2 separate regions of the Sus scrofa genome follow, and region 1 is linked to region 2. A link is a contact called in public Hi-C data. All regions are on one chromosome and are shown on one strand. Each heading gives the region's core, a stretch centred on a gene start, on an enhancer-like site or on the middle of the called end of the contact. The rest is flanking DNA. Distances are from core to core; before and after follow the strand shown.

Region 1 (2,700 bases), core at 95-2,594, 3.9 Mb after region 2:
CAAACTCTAACATCAGAGCTGACCAACTGTTCATGCTCTCGACTCCATCTCCCACAACATTTACAGCAGTATTTTAGAACTGCACAAAGGCAAAAACCAGTTAAAAACTCGGCCAAACCTACATTATCAAGAACCCGAATCAGGAAAGATTTGAATTCTTTCAAAGTTTGGAATTAGACATCAGTATTAATAGGTGGGCTCTGGAATTTGGGGGTAGTGGGGAATGATTTCACTTCAGCGTCCCTCCTTAAAATCCCTACTTCATCTGTCACCCATATCAATATGAATCAACTGTCAGACACCTCACGAGTCTTAGGTCACCCAATATTAAAGATTTATTTTAACCTCTGCTTAACCACTGGACACCTCCTTCCTTCACACACAGGCTGACTTGAATGAATTCTTGCTCCTGGATGTCTGGGTTTTAAACCTGTCACCGTGTGACCTTGGTAAAGTGACTTCTCTTAGTTTCCTCTAAAAAAAAATAGGAAAAAAAGAGCACCTATCTCATAAGACTGTTGGGAGAATTACAAGAAATCTGTGTAAAGTGCTCCAAAAATGCCCGACACATAGTAAACACTGGCTAATACTAAGATTGTATTTATCAGATGAACGCAAAGCGCTTAACACAGAGAATGGCACACTGGAAAGATTCTAACGAAACTGTCACCGCTGCTGGCTGCACGGTTCGGAGGCACGTTCAGAAAAGAGCGCGGAGACCTCAAGGTAAGAACAACTTTAAAAAAGTGTTTGGGAAGAGTAGGAGATGGGATTCAACATCCTCTTGAGATTTGAACGTTCGTCACCAAGTAACAAGAAACGGGCCAGTGGACCCCAACCTCACAAAAAATAAAAATGAGAAGCAAAGAAATTAGTCCTCAAGCCCGGGAGGATCCATAGCCCCATCACATTGCTTTCCGAGAGGAGGAGTTACCAGAAAGTTCGGAACATTTCTTCTTGCAGAATGGACTGGGGCCCCCCAATCTTCTCCGAAGATTGGCCGGGGTTGCGGGGCGCATGGGGGGCACGTACCGGAAACGTGGGGGTGGGGAGCGGAGTTTTCAAATTTCACGGCCAGGAGAAAGGCTGCACCCTCGTGCAATGAATGAGCGGAGCTGGAGGGTCCGCGGATTAGGCCAAGAGCGGGACCACGGGCGGCCTCCCTCCGGCTGCAGCCCCCGGCTCGGGGGCGAACTCGTGGGGCTCACTCCCCTCGGCGCTGCAAGCCCAAGAGGCCTCCCAAATCCCCCACCCTCGCGAGTTCCCGGAGCCGCCCGCCGCCCCCTTCACCTTCCAGCAGCCGTTGGATGATGCTGTCGATGTTGAGTTTATCTATATCCGCCATCGCCTTCCCACCGCCGACCCTCCCGTAGCGGCGCCGCCACCGGCTCGCGCCCGGGATTCACGCCTCCTTTCCCACGCCACGAGCACAGAAATGGTGGTGGCGGCGGTGGCAGAAGCCGCGGCGGGTCCCCCCCAACCGCCCCGCTCCCTGCTTCCTCCTCTCTCCCTACTGGAACCACGAGAAGAACAAAATGGCCGCCGACTCCTTAGCCAGCCTCGGGCGGCGCACGAATGCGCGCGGGGGAGTGCAGCGGCCCGGCCGGGACTTCTTTATGGGCCACAGGGCACGCGGGAGGGGGCGGGATCAGGGCTCGGGAAGGAGGCGGGGCCAGAGCGCGGGAAGGGGGAGGAGACAGTTGAGCACAACCGCGTTCGCGCGCGGAATCCTTCCGCCAAACGGGCTGAGCAAATAGGTCCTGTGGCGGGAGCGTGAGTTGCAAAGTCGCACGCGGGAGTTGTGGCCTGGGGTGAAGCTGCAGTTGTGCGCCCAAAGATTCGGCCTCCGCAGGACGCTGTTCATTGGGGCCAGATGTTTGCGGACCTGGCCATGTGAAAGCCCATGGAGGGAATCCGGGGGTGCTGGAATTTCCCCTAAACATAAATCTGGGGTAGAGGTGAAGAGGGAGAATAATAAAGAGAAGTAGGGTGACTTTTTTTGGAGTCAGATTTGCTGGGATTTGGGGGTAAGGGGAAGGCTTGATAACTAGGAAAAAAAGTCGTCTCTCAGATAAATAAAAATGTTAACAGTTACTCATTTTGAGTGGTGGATTTCCACCTGTATTTACAGGTATTTATATGTACAGTTTTTTTGGGGGCGCTCTCAAACTTTGGGGGAATTTTTTTAAAAAATCTTGAAAAAATTAATCATCCCTATCTTTGGATTATCTTTCTAGAATTCGGGAAGTTATATAATCATCGGAACGGTTACCCTGATTCTAGGCAGAACGAAGGTGAGCGAGCGTTCACCTTCAAATAAAGGGAGAATTTGCAGATTTCGCGCGTCCGAGCTCTTGGCCAGAAGAGAGCAAGTGTTTGCGGGCGGGTCCTGATTTCTGCAGATACCCCGGGAAACTTTGGCCCTTTTCCTTCGGCTTCCCAGTCTCCCCAAGGGCATCGCTCTCCAGCCCCCCCCTCCCGCCCCCCGCCTCCCCGCCTCCCCGCCGGGGGGTGCCTGTCGCCTCTAGCTAGGTTTGAAAGCGCTTGCCTACACATCTGCTCTCTTGGGTCCTGTCCTTTTCTTTAACTGCTTTTTCATACAACGCTTCACAGTTTGCAAAGCCCTTTCACTCCCAACCCCCAAGAAATTAATTTTGTTTCTCAAGACACGCAGGATGCGTGAATTCCCATCGAGGTGAC
Region 2 (2,700 bases), core at 155-2,654:
ACATTGTGAGCCTGGAGGGGGTAGGGCAGGGGACCCGGTGTTGATAAAGTCAGACCTGTGCTTCAAGGCTGCCCAAGCAAAACACACAGTGGTGTTGAGGGGGAGGGAAGAAAAGCAGGAAGCAGGAAAACGAACCTGTGTTCAGAGAAGAGGAAATGAAAGCCCCAGAGGAGGTGCTGGCATTGGGGGGGAAAGGGAGTGATGGAAGAAGCCAGAATCACTGGAGTCCCTGGTGCCAGCGGAGGGGGCGAGAAGGGGAGGAAAGGGTCCTAATAGGTGAAGACCCCAGAGGCCGGGGGTACCCAGGAGGTAGGTGGACAAGCCAGGTAGAGCTGGGAGAAAACTTCTCACCCAGGTCCACACCCAGCCCGGTGGCTCCTGACACCAGGGTGGGAGTTGGAAGGGAGGCCCTGGCCCAGGTTCCATTCAGGGTAGGTATATAAACATGTGAGGGGATTTCCACCTGGATCCCAAAGACAGAACCCTAGCTGACCATCCTTCTCCTAGGGGCCTGGAATCCAGGCTGGCCTTCTAGTGGGGTCAGCCTGGTGGGGTACGAGAGGGCAGCCCAAGGTACCAATGGCTGGCAGGTGACCCCCTCCCTCCACCAAGAGACCAGAAAATCTAAAGTCAGAAAGACCCTGTGTCAGGGAGAAGCCCCCCCAGGCTGGATGGCAAGACCCCAGGGAGCTCCCCACTTTACAGATGAACACTTAGCAAGGGACTTCTCGGTCTACAACGGTCCCAAGGCCCGAGGGGCGATCCTGCCAGGGAGATGGATGCTGCAATGAAGAGAAAAGGAAGTGAGAGCCCGCACAGACAAGGGGGCAAAGCCCCACAGTCAGAAGATGCGCTACACCCTGAAGAGGGGCCCCCATCTCCAATGGCTCCTCCAGGCCTCAGAGTAGGGAAACTGGAAATCAGGAGTCCAACTCCAACTACGAGGTGGGGTCCTGACATCAACGCTCAGGCATAGGAGGCGCCCCGGACCCCAGGAGGAAGGTCCTTCTGCCAAGGTGGTTCCTTGGACCCCTTGGGTGGAAGCCGATTTCTGGAAGCTCCCGGCCCCCAGAACACGCGCCCTGCACTCACCCAGGGCCAGGCCGCAGACGGCGCCCGCGGCCTCCCGAAAGCTGTCCATCTGCGTGTTCTTCTTGCTGTCAGGCTCCCACATCACCTGGCACTCCAGGATCTCCTCCTGCCCGGCCCGCGTGTCCTTGGACATGGCTGCGGCAGGGACGCCGCGGCTGCGCTGGGACGGGAGACCGGACCGGGGACGGCGGCTGACGCTGGGGTGCGAGACTACTGGCTGAGCTGCTCTGCTGACTGAAAGCAACTGCAGCGGGCGCGACCACCCGGTAGGACACCCGGGGAGCCCCGCCCCCTCCAGGCCCCCCCTCTGTAGGCCCCACCCCTCTCGAGGTGTAACCCTCCGCGGGAGTCGCGCCTCGCAAAGGAGTGCTGCCGCCGCAGGACTGAAATCTTCATACACCGGCCAGGTGTCTGCGCCCGCTCCGTGGGCACAGGCTCCCCAACATCGCCTGGAGCGTGGAGGGGTTAAAGCAGCGCTAAGTCTCTGATTGGAAACCACCATCCATCACCTTGATTCTGGACTGGCCTGGTAGAGCCTGTTATTCAGTAGCTGCTGGAAATAGAAGTCTATCAGCTTCTTACCCCAGAAGTTCTTCTCGCCCTTCCCTTGAGTCCCACTTCCTGACTCCTTTGTTAGAACTTGGGCAAAATCAGTTTTCCGCTACAACCTGTCTAAGCTCCAAGACTGCTTATTTAAGCCAGCGGCAGGTCTTTGTTCTACTTTCCAAAATATCTCCATGCATATGCAGACACTTAAAGAAGTCTATCTATGTAAACTTATATATGGGTATCTATAGATACGAATCCTGTATAGGTCAGATATATAGGATACATATATATTCACATACAGCATATACATATAAATGGGGATAAGTAAATGATGGAAGAGTCAGCCAATGGACTGTGCCAAGTTTGCTGAGTTAACCAGGCCAAAGAGCTGGTGGAGGATTTTTCTGGCTTTGCTGGTGTGGTTGCCTCGGTCCTCCCTGCCCACCCATGGGGCTGTGGAAATCGGGTGGATGGTACGTACCTAGGAGGAGATGGTACGTACCCCAAGTGATGTGTCAAAGTTCAACCTCTCCACTTCCTCTCCAGCCCCAAGGGGAGAGCAGAGGAGAAAATATGGCAACAAGTCAAGATCTTCAACAGGAATAGAGATAAATAAATGGTGGGGAGTCATCGGATGGAATCCATGGGCAACATGGATGGAACCCGTTCCTCCGCGGTGACCCAAGCCATTGCAGTTGGATTCTTTTTTACAGCCACAGCTGCTGCATATATAGGAGTTCCCAGGCTAGGAATGGAATCGGTGCTGCACCTGCCAGCCTACACCAAAGTCACAGCAACATCCCATCTTAGCCATTTCTGTGACCCATGCAGCAGCTCACAGCAACGCTGGATCCTTTAACCCATTGAGCAAGGCCGGGGATTGAACCTGCATCCTAATGGGTTCTTTCTCTTTTTTTTGCCTTTTCTAGGGCTGCTCCTGCGGCATATGGAGGTTCCCAGGCTAGGGGTCAAATCGGAGCTGTAGCCCCTGGCCTACACCAAAGCCACAGCAACAATGGATCCGAGCCGTGTCTGCAACCTACACCACAGCTCATGGCA

What was found. A called contact is a pair of places that touch in the nucleus more often than the background predicts.
Region 1: a contact with region 2 is called in a Hi-C map of liver, with 15 times the contacts expected there. The contact joins the promoter of PPP1CC here to the promoter of AACS in region 2. A contact is called at or near these places in 2 of 47 Hi-C or Micro-C datasets (heart right ventricle and liver).

What each region holds. Positions count from the first base shown.
Region 1 is chr14:32,089,923-32,092,622 of Sscrofa11.1, forward strand. PPP1CC (protein phosphatase 1 catalytic subunit gamma) reads right to left here and starts at 1,345. Exons shown (of 7, transcript NM_001044560.1): 1 at 1,291-1,345. The coding sequence starts at 1,345.
Region 2 is chr14:28,167,857-28,170,556 of Sscrofa11.1, forward strand. It overlaps AACS (acetoacetyl-CoA synthetase), which reads right to left and starts at 1,405. Exons shown (of 18, transcript XM_021072487.1): 1 at 1,093-1,405. The coding sequence starts at 1,225.